Linked DNA regions of Mus musculus: region 2 is linked to region 1. Evidence: chromatin contacts called from public Hi-C data. All regions are on one chromosome and are shown on one strand. The core of a region is the stretch at or near the end of the contact, and the rest is flanking DNA. Distances in the headings are between cores, read along the strand shown.

Region 1 (5,591 bases), core at 670-3,169:
GTAATCTAAGTCTTAATTCTTGTTTGTTTATTTTGATATTTTACTCTCCCCTCATAGAAAAACAGCTGTGTGTCACTTCAGTACACTTGACCGGTGACATCTGGGCTAATGTGTTTATTTTAGTTAGAGCTCTGTTCAGAAAGCAGGCCAGAGATGGAAGTCTTGTTTGTGCTCTTGTGTGTGCTTTCTGTGACAATCAACGGCGCTTATTTAATCCCTTTGACAGCACAACACAAATGAAAAGACCGTCTATATACAGTTGCCTGGCTTGTGATGGGAGCCAGGGTGGGAATTAAAAAGATAATGCTAACTTGTCTTCTAAACCTGGGTCCCGTGAGAGCACAGAGGGAACACTAAAACAATTAAAGTCGTTCGTCACCCTAAACAGGTACAATGAAGACCACCCAGGACAACCACCATCACCAAGGCCAGTTAACCTTATCTGATAGCAAATCCCTCTGAGAATTCTAGTGCGTTATCGATGGAGCACTGAACCAAGGAATGACAAGTATGGGTTCTAATATTGGGCTCAGCACAATACTTATGTAGGGTCACAGCAGGTTAAAGTCATGTTAGGACGCAAGACAGAGCAAGGGAGACTGGACGAAGGGTGTGAGCAGGAATACTAGACAGGAAGTCACTAATGGTCAACTTTGTTATTGGGTAGGTAGTGTAACAAATCAAAAGAAGGTAGCTCTTGCAAGGGAATCAGAAGCCAGGAGCCTGCCAGTATGAGATGGAGCGTGGACTGGGGTGTGGGCTGCAGTGTGAGCTGGGGTGTGAGCTGGGGTGTGGGCTGGGGTGTGAGCTGGTGTGTGGGCTGGGGTGTGAGCTGGGGTGTGAGCTGGGGTGTGGGCTGGGGTGTGAGCTGGTGTGTGGGCTGGGGTGTGAGCTGGGGTGTGAGCTGCAGTGTGAGCTGGGGTGTGGGCTGGGGTGTGAGCTGGGGTGTGAGCTGCAGTGTGAGCTGGGGTGTGCGCTGGTGTGTGAGCTGCAGTGTGAGCTGGGGTGTGGGCTGGTGTGTGGCCTGGGCTATGAGCTAGGGTGTGAGCTGGGGTGTGAGCTGGGGTGTGGGCTGGGGTGTGAGCTGGGGTGTGGGCTGGTATGTGAGCTGGGGTGTGGGCTGCAGTGTGAGCTGGGGTGTGGGCTGCAGTGTGAGCTGGGGTGTGGGCTAGTGTGTGGGCTGGGGTATGAGCTGGGGTGTGAGCTGGGCTATGAGCTGGGGTGTGAGCTGGGGTGTGGGCTGGGGTGTGAGCTGGGGTGTGAGCTGGGGTGTGGGCTGGTGTGTGGCCTGGGGTGTGAGCTGGGGTGTGAGCTGCAGTGTGAGCTGGGGTATGGGCGGGGTATGAGCTGGGGTGTGGGCTGGTGTGTGGCCTGGGCTATGAGCTGGGGTGTGAGCTGGGGTGTAAGCTGGGGTGTGAGTTGGGGTGTGAGCTGGTGTGTGGGCTGGGGTGTGAGCTGGGGTGTGAGCTGGGGTGTGGGCTGGGGTGTGAGCTGGGGTGTGAGCTGGTGTGTGAGCTGGTGTGTGGGCTGGGGTATGAGCTGGGGTGTGAGCTGGGGTGTGAACTGGTGTGTGGGCTGGAGTGTGAGCTGGGGCATGAGCCTACGTTGTGAGCTATGGTGTGAGCTAGGGCACAGCGAGGGCTCTGTTTCTGAACCAGGCTTTGATGTTACTGATGGCATCCGATGCTCTGGGATGTAGCTACTCTCTCATTTTAAGTTAACACCAATTCTTCCTGAGTCAATGCTCTTTGAAAACAGCTGCAGCTTCTCAAATCTTCGAGGCTACGTTTCTTGCCTCACATGTCTTTTTTCTGGAAAGTCCCTTTGAGGTCTTTCAGGAATCTGATTTAGCCCAGCAACTGTCAAAGCCCTAATGTATGGAAGGAAATGTGGGCGTGTGTGCAAGGAGCCTACAAGACAGAGGAGGGCAGGGTCTGCTCTCTGACCACTGCTGTGTAATACAGGGAGAGAGGCTAAACGGTGCTCTCATGCATGGGTGGGCACCATGTGAGGGTGGACGCCATCATGGGTGGGTGCGGTCCAAAGGGGGCATGCGCTATGTTTTAGGCGGAGGAGGAAATTTAAACATTGTTCTTTCTCCATCTTTTCTGCACGCTCTATCTTTTAATTTTTTGAAAACTAAAGACAGACAAGAGGATTCAGAGGACTTGGAAATGGCTGCCTGGCCGTAGGGGATCGGCCCTCACCTGTGACATCCCACTCCTTCAACTGTGCCTTGGCTCCCGTGAAAGCTTGCTCGTGGCATCTTCCTTCCATCGCATGCAGTGGGAGTTAGTAAGGTGTTCAGCCTGTTAGTCCTCAGCACGTTCCTGGTTGTTTGCTTTTTATGGTCTTTGTGCATCGTTTCCTTCTTGCTCAGAGAGCTGACACTAAGTTTTGACATTTGGTTCCCGTGGTAAAGGACCTGGGATATGGATACCGTCATCTTCCTGATCCCACAGATCCAGCCTGAGCCACAAAAGGCTTCTTTTGTTCCTCACAGGACTCTCCCCTCTGTGCTGCTGGAGGTACGTGAGGTCTGGGCAGAGGCAGGTATGGAAATCCACAAACAATGGATGCAACTGCAAGTGGTGAGTTTGAGGGTTAGCTGGTGAAAAACTGGTCTCCAGGCAAGTCTGAAACTCCTGGGAGAAAAACCCATAGTGGGCGTCTGAGAGCAAAATCTATTTGTTGTGTGCTTTATCCCGGGTAAAATGACTAGCGATGATGATGATGGTGGTGGTGGTGGTGATGATGATGATGATAACAACTAGAGTTGCTTACAGGGAAGTGAAAAGTGAATTTGTGACAATGGGTGAGATCTGTGGGATTTGGGTTCCTATGTGGAAAAAGACAAGCCCACCAGAACAGAATCAGGGAGCTAGGCAATGGTCAGGGCTAAACTCCTAAGCACTCTTACAAAGATAAGGTTCTCAGACTTCTTCTGATCCAAAGTCACACATATTTGTCTGTCGACTGTCAAAGTTTGACTCCCTTAATATTTCTGATGATAGAAGTAATTTTTGATATTTTAACTAAAAGCCAAGCATTGGATTTTACACATGCACACATGTACACACACACACACACACACACACACACACACCACGGGGACTGGAGGAGGAGGAGAAGAAAGAGGAACAAAGGAGCCACAAGAGAAAAAGCCAAGGAGAGGCGGAGAAAGACTTTGCACAGGTCATCGTCGTCGTCAGTGAAGAGCAGGAAGTCTTCATCCAAGCAGAGGGTGGCAGGCATCGTGGGCTGAGGTAGAACAGAAATCCTTTGGGGCTGATTCAGTCATGTCTTTACCCGGGTTACAATGCTGGTGTGTACGTAACCACGAAGAAAAGTAATGTTAGGAACAGAAAGCCTGCCAGGGGAACATATTTCTGATCCTATAATGGATACCAGAACAGCCCTCCTCAACCCCTAAATCTGTTATTGCTTTCTCCAGAGAACAGGCCATTCGGACTGAAGGTGACCTTGGAGAAGGTTCTGCGAAGCCTGGCTCATTTCCAGCCGACTGAGGAAAAGCAGGAGACTGTATCGGTCAACAGCGGAAGTCCTCAGCTCAGCTAGAGACAGTGTTCCAGCTGCAGTCTGTTACCAGTGTTCTTCAGTCCCTCCTTTTCTCTGTGCCAGCACAGACAGACGGAGCTAAGTGACAAGGGTCTGCGCCACCCCAGGTCACAGTCACTTGTGCTCTCACCGCCCGTGTAGATGGGGATGCGAGGCAAGAGAGCTCCTGCAGAGGGGTGAGCAGGGGAACCCATGTGTGTTGAAGAGACGTGATAATAACTGCTTTCCATTTATCTTGCCTTAAACCCGTGGGCCAAAAGAGGCATTGTGACCTTCCACTTAAAAGGAATAACGGGATGATAAATCACCACCTTTTCTTTGTGTGTTTCCTACTTTGCCCTAATTTTATAGATGGAGTCACATACTTGGAATGCCTGTAATTTAGCTCTGAAGTCCATAGTGACTACATGCAGAGAGCATGCTGCTTTCGATATACTAATACACTTATGCCCTGGTGTGTTAAGTCACCTAGAAAGCCAGAGGAAGGAGCTTCCAGGCGGAGTGAGGCCACGTAGGGTGCTCTGTGCAGGGCATCCCAGCATCCCCACCTGAGCAAGGGCTAGAAGGGGGTCTGTGTGTAAGGTATCCCAACCTGAGAGCGAGTGGAAGCTCTAGAAGTTATTATCATCTCTTTATTTTCAACCTCAGCACAGTGAGTTGAATTACTACATCACCCCTTCAGTGCAGGGCACATTGCCTTGCTATCCCTGAAGCCCTTGCTCCTAGCTGATGTATTCATTCCTGGTTCCTGTGTCTTGATCACGCTCCACCCCGGTCACCACGTACGGGTGATTGTTCTGGTGTGCCTTTGCTTACGTGTGTGTCCTGACAGGGTGTGGAAGCTCGCGTCAGCCGTTGGTTGGGTCGTACTTTCCAACCTATCTCCCAATTGTTTGTCTCACACAAGGAGATTTTTAAGACCCGGTCTCACCGCTGTGTGTACACATAATTTACTGAGAAAATGGTCAGGGAATGATTCAGAGTTCTGACTTCCTTGTTTGATCTCTGTAAAGGCCACTTTCAATACGAAGGAAGTTAGGCATCTTACTTCATTTGATCTGCAGAATCACTCAGGAGTCGTGTCTTGCTGGATTGACAGCAGCTCCAAAACTGAGCGGAAGCAAGTGAGAACCATAGCAGGAATTCGACAAAATTAGAAAGCGACAGGACTTGAATCTGGGATGTTCTCCACAGGCTCAGGCTCCAACTTGTGCTGTTTCCTGGAGTGGTGGACCAGTTAGGAGATGCGGCCTGAGCCAGAGAAGCAGGTGACTGTTGGTCAAGCTTTGAAGGTAGAGCCTGGCCTCGGTTCTGACTCGGTTCCTGCTTCCAGTCCTTCTGGTAAAGCATGCCCGTGGCATGCTTCTACCACATGAACCTCAGGATGCCACCAACAGCATGACAGGACCAGACAAAGCCTTTCCCTCCCTAGTTAGCACACATGAGGCATGTTGGTCACTGAGGTGCAGAAGTAGCTAAGGCAGATTCTGATGTAGCTGTGGCCATAGCGACGGAGTGGTGCTCAGCACCCTTAGTACGGCTGCTCCTCCGGCTGGCTGCTTCTGGCTTCCTCTCTTTTACTGCTCTTTGATAATGTTGGCTGCAGCTCATCTGCCTTTCTTCCCTCTGCAGGGCATAGCCTTTGGTTCGAGTGGAGAGCTGTTCTTTGAAATCTTTTCATGCCAAAGAGAAGGGATACAACAGAGTGCCGGCCACCATGTCCACGCTCTCAGAAAGAGGAATGTTCTGGAAGCAAAGCATGGCCTGAGTGGCTCTCGAGATGTGAGCTCAGCTAAACTAAGACTTACTTCATCCTTCAGACCTGCAGCCTCGGAGCTTCAGAGTGAGGCCTTGAATGGCCCCACCAATGGGATAAAGAAATAATTGCTGGTGATTTCAGTTGCCCTGTAGGTGAGGGATCAATATATCAGAGAGGACTGCTTACCAAACTTTGTACAGGAGTCTGGAAATTTTGACTGTGTCTCCGAAGTGTGTAACAGTTAATAGATAGC
Region 2 (5,512 bases), core at 1,234-3,733, 47 kb after region 1:
ACCCCAGGCTAATGGTTTAAGCTTGCAGTAAACAACATGATTGACCCGACTCTAAGTCCATCGCAGCACAGAGCTTGCTGCCCAGCTGCCCGCAACTGGCACGTGAGTGCAAGTATTTGGCTCATGAAGATTGGTCAAAGATGCAAATGTAGGTACTCCCTCCCCCTCCCTGCTGTCTGCTGGAGATTTCCCAACAAACCACTGATTTCATGGTTATTAACTTACCACAGTTTGGATTCTAGACTCAGCACCTAGCTTTCTCGGCATGTTAAGAATAGAGCTGTATTTCTGGGGAGGATCCGTGTCACCCAGAATCACCGTCATCTATATATACCATCAGAATATCAATTTATTAATTTATTCTGAGGAGACTTGCCCTAGGGTATTTTCCCCAAAGGAATACAGAAGGAGCTAGTTAAATATTTTGAACGTTTAGTGACAAGATACTAAGTACTTATTTCCAGAGTGAAGATGCAGGCTTAAGGAAGGCACAGGCTGTGCTCACTCTTTGCGCTTAAGTGGACATTGTCCTTTCAGAGACTCACTATGGCATGACTAAGGCTGACTGTGCCCAGGTAACTTCTTAATTCCCTTTTGTGACCTTGCAATGGCTCCAACTGGGTTAAAAGCCAAGACCTATTAGCTATTTTTTTATTTTTAAGGGGGGATGTTTTTTATTTTGTTTTGCCGCACCACCCTCCCCTACCCCACCCCACCCCCCACCCCCTACCCCCGTGCTGGAAATTCAACTCAGAGCCTCATACAATGACTAAGCTACATCCTCAGACCCAGGTTGATACTTTCAAAGAGTTCTAAACTGCCTGCGTGTGGGTCATTTGGATATATCTTAAGAAGGCAAAACGGATGCCTCCCCCAGATCTCCTAAGTCAAACTCTTTCCTGGTGGGGCCTAGAGATCTGCAATGTAATCTGATTTCTAGGTACTTTATATACTGCAGTGTGAGGGCTGGAGACTCCTTCTCACAGCTCTGCTAATTACAGAACATATGCACTTCTGGACTCTCTAGTTCCTGGTGGCACTATGTGGTGGTTTCTTTGTATTAGTCATGAAAAATACTATGAAATAAATATTTCTGGCCTATCTCCCTACAGAAATATCCTAATATTGACTTCAGTGAGATTGTGTTAGGAGCTGGAGCCTTTAGGAGGTCATGAGGACGGAGACCTTCAGAACGGTATTGAACCTTCTAAAGGGGCCAGCGGCTGCTCTGTCTGCAATGGGAAGCTGGCAAGCTGAAAACAGGAAGAGAGACCTCACCAAACCCGGAGGCTGTTCTGGCCTCTAGGACTAGGCACCAACATCATCTCAACATTGTCATGCCGGTGAAGCAGCCAAGGCATGAGGGACTGCCAGACAGGAAGGCTAGATGGCAATAGATGACTTGTGTTTAGGAAAGGTAACTTCTAACTGTAGGCCAATGGCTACGTCTTCACTCTCTTTCATGAAGAGATCACCTGAAACCATTATTTCTGGAGGGGGAAATGGGAATGAAAATCTGTTCTTTGTGAAGCCTCCTTATACAGATTATATGGGTTTATTATCATCTATAGGAAGCAAAAGACATACATTGTAAAAAACACTGCTTTTATTTTTTGTGGTATATGTGTGTGTGTGTTTGTCATGTGTATGTGTGTGTGTGCCTATGGGTGTGTGTGTGTGTGCTACTCAGATCCCACACTGTGCAGGTGGAGGGCTGAAGCGTTGGTTTTTACCTTCCACGTGTGATTCCAGGAATTGAACTCAGGTTGTCAGGTGGCAGCAAGTGCCTTTCCCTACTGAGCCATATCACTGGCCCAAGAATATACTTGGAGTGGAGATTGGTACATTACCTGAGAATCGTTGTAGCTCATCTGGTCTTAATCAGAGGTGAACTTGATTCCCATTAGCTATGTTACAACTTGGGGAAGGGAAAGATAGGGCGCTGCTGGCTCTCAGTGGGTGGGATCCAGGAAAGCTGTTAGATACCTCTCAAAGCACAGGATGAATCCCTACAACAAAGAATCGTCTGGCTGGAAATGTCAGTAGTGCCAAAGCTTGCTCCACTTTCTCTGGCTGTCTCCACCATGGTCAGTGGCTGCCCTTTCAGCACCAACCTTCTTCTAGCCCCCAGCAGTCTGCAGAGAATTTTTAAAGGGCTGAATCATATTAATGTCAAAAGAAAGGAATAAATTCACATGAAAGCTTGGGGCATGTTTTATAATAATGTTTTGCCTTTCACATACCAGGAGCTCCATAAAAAATATTTTAATTAAATAGTGAATAGATTAAAACATTAATTTCAAACATGTTTTAATAAATAACAAGGAGATGGCTTCTCATACGTAAGACTTGTGTTGGTCCTGAGTGGATTGTCAAACGACTGCATGCTCTCCCCTTTGAATTTGTCCAGTGATGACGCCTTAAACAAAGGAGAGTGGGTTTTATCTGCTGAAACCATGAGGCTTGTAAAAGTCAGCCCTGCCCAGCCCCCAGATCTATTTAAAGAATTTGAAGAATTTCAGAAAAGCTCGTGGCTTCAAGGTTAATGTGTGAGATTTACAGAAACTGGAAAAATCTTGGACTTAAAAAAAAGTATGAACTTTCTGCGTGTCTCTAAATTAGAAAGAAAGCTCCAGCCAGTTAATTACATATATATTTTCTAAAGACCCTAATTTAACAGGCCTTTATATTTGCTTTTTGTTATAACCGCATTTAGTCAGTAATATCTGAGGAGAAATTATCTGTAAGGGGAAGTTCTGAGTCAAATTTGCTTTATTGTGTATACTTAGGTTAAATGTTCAGTTTCCTATCTGCAAATTGGGTACCTGGATAGTTTAATAGATGTGGAGATATGGGAATAGAAGTGTAAGACATGACTTAATTGCATAGAGCGTCAATAGTAGTGAATGATCAGGGAGACTCCACAAATTAATTAAAGTATGTAGATCTGGGTTCAAATCCCAAGCACCCATGCAAATGCTAGATGCAGCAGCATGTGCCTGCAGCCCTAACCCTGGGACTGAGGAAGTTAGATTGAATCTGTGGAGCTCACTGGCCAACCAGACTTGTAGAATCAGTGACCTCTAGGTTCAGTGAAAAAAATCCTGTTTCAAAAAAGTCAACAGAGGGTGATGGTGGAAGATACCCAACCCCTGGTCTAGGGTACATATTACCTGCTCACACATGTTTGCACACCCATATGAACATGTATGTATGTCTTATACACATATACACACACAGATATACCATTAACTAATGGGTCCTCATTGTCCCTGCAAAGCAAAAGCATCATTTTTCTGATCTATCTTATTAATAACAGCTGATTCTTCAGCCCCAGCTAATCAGAATCACAGATTTTTAATTCAAAATATGCAATGACTCCAATAGTCATTAAATGACTCTCAAACTTCCCTTGGAGCTTGCCATGCCAGGCCTATACAACTCCATGTCTCCTAACACTCTTATCACCAAACTCCCACAGAACACTCACCAAGCTTTGAACACTCAATGGCTTACTAATCCAGAGATTCAAAGTCCTCTACAAGCCTCAAAACAACACTGTCAGGTCTGTCACAGCAATACCCCACTCCTGGTACCAGTTTCTGTCTTAATTGGGTCCCTATTGCTTTGGTAAAACACCATGACCAGAAACAACTTGAGGAAGAAAGGGTTTATTTCGCTCAAAATTCCATATTGTACTTCATCATAGAAAGCAGTGAGGGCAGAAACTCAAGCAGGGCAGGAACTTGGAGGCAGGAGTTGATGCAGAGGCCATGGAGGGTGCTGCTTACTGTCTTGTTCCTTGTGGCTTGCTCAATCTGCTTTCTTATAGAACTCAGGACCACCAGCCCAGGGGTGGTACCACCCACCATGGGCTGGGCCCTCTTAAATCACTAATTAAGAAAATGCCCTACAGGCTTGCCAATCAGATTGAGGCAATTTCTCAATTGAGGTTCCCTCCTTTCAGATGACTATAGCTTATGTCAGGTTAGCATAAAAATAACCAGCACGTAAGGGTATTTTATCTCAGCAGCAGGAAGAAAAAGAAGAACAGAGTTTAAGGCCAGCCTGGGCAACTTGAGACCATGACTCAAGAACATCCAAAATGCAAATATAAAATTGAAATCTCAAATTCTTTAGTTGTCAACTCAGAATATCCAAAGAACAGTTAAATAATTTGCTTAACGTCTCAGGCTGCCCCCACATGGAAGTTCCTTAGCAAAAACCCAAACTCTGAACTCATTTAGAAAGAGTTAGAATGTTTCTAAACACCAGCTCTCATACTGTGGCACATCTATTCTCACTACTCTTGTCTAAGTACCCTCCTGTCTTCCCCTTCCGCCTTAATCTCAGCCACCTTCACTCTAAGGCCTCGGGCCCAATAATGTTGGGGGAACAAAATGGAGTAAAACTGAGGTTTTCTGATCACAGTTTGCTCCCCTTTGAAATTGTCAACTTATGTTATTAGTTCTGAACCTGTGGGTCATGACCCCTTGGGGGGGGGAGGGTCAAATGACCCTTTCACAGGGGTCTTCTAAGACCATTGGAAAAGACAGATATTTATATTATGATTGGTAACAGTAGCAAAATTACAGTCATGAAGTAGCAACAAAAATAATCTTATGGTTTGGGGTCGCCACAACATGAGGGACTGTGTTAAAGGGTCGCAGCTTTAGGAAGGCTGAGAACCACTAACTTACATGAAGTTGGATAGCATATGATTTGTCTTTAAAATTACTTTTTGCATATATGTTCTTTCTAGATGTAAATGTTCCACAAATGCTATTGACGCCCAGTGCAGCGTTATACCCTGGCCTTCTGACTAGGTTTTATCATCATGATAAGTGCTACGTACCAATTTTTAAAAACAAGATAAATGTGTGAAGATTTAGGCTATGTATAATCCCAAATGTATTTTTAGTTAATCTTAATTTTAGGTTTTTGTTGTCCTCTTTAAAAGTAACATTTTCTCTTATTCTAATAGTAATTTGCACCAATAACAGAAACTCTAGAAAACAGTAACAAAATAAAATTAATTTTATTTTGAAATTTAAATTTTGAAAATTATCTCAAAATTTAGCCACATGTCCTTTTTTTTCTTTTTCTTTCTTTCTTTTTTGAAGCAGATTCTCATGTAATCCGGGCTAGCCTCAAATTGGCAATGTAGCTGGGAGTAGCCCTGGACCCCCTCATGTCTTCTGTGCCTTCCATGTGTTAAGATTCCAGGCATGTACTACCATGTTCTGTTTGCACAGTGAGGACTGAACTCAGGGCCTCACGCAAGCTAGGCAAGAACTCTAAGGTATAGCCACGGCCCTGGTATTCTTCTTAACCCTTCAGGAACAAATTCAAGGAACACGATGTAGCACGGAGGGGTAGAGCTTTGGGATAGCGTGGCTGACTGCGATCATCCAGCTAGGCGGCTGCATGATGAGGTCATTTTGCAGATGGCACAAGCCAGAGGGTACATCACTTGCCGATCATACACAGTGCATAAAGGGCTTGGTAAGAT

The links. A called contact is a pair of places that touch in the nucleus more often than the background predicts.
Region 2: a contact with region 1 is called in a Hi-C map of Sertoli cells, with 1.7 times the contacts expected there. The contact joins the enhancer-like site here to the promoter of 6720468P15Rik in region 1. A contact is called at or near these places in 1 of 15 datasets of contacts at CTCF or cohesin (the NIH/3T3 cell line), 4 of 484 Hi-C or Micro-C datasets (the N1E-115 cell line, Sertoli cells, embryonic stem cells and 1 more) and 1 of 115 datasets of contacts at active chromatin or transcription factors (pancreatic cancer cells).

The regions. Positions count from the first base shown.
Region 1 is chr19:57,506,645-57,512,235 of GRCm38.p6, forward strand. It overlaps 6720468P15Rik (RIKEN cDNA 6720468P15 gene), which reads left to right and starts at 1,920. Exons shown (of 4, transcript NR_040306.1): 1 at 1,920-2,300; 2 at 2,504-2,591; 3 at 3,455-3,755; 4 at 5,212-5,591.
Region 2 is chr19:57,553,033-57,558,544 of GRCm38.p6, forward strand. No RefSeq gene overlaps it. Among named protein-coding and RNA genes, the nearest start is that of Gm32932, 34 kb to the left of the region's middle. Within about 2 kb of position 2,484, at least 10 of the 459 cell types and tissues checked have an H3K27ac peak or open chromatin away from gene starts, as enhancers often do. A contact at or near this core is called in Sertoli cells, where this site is marked.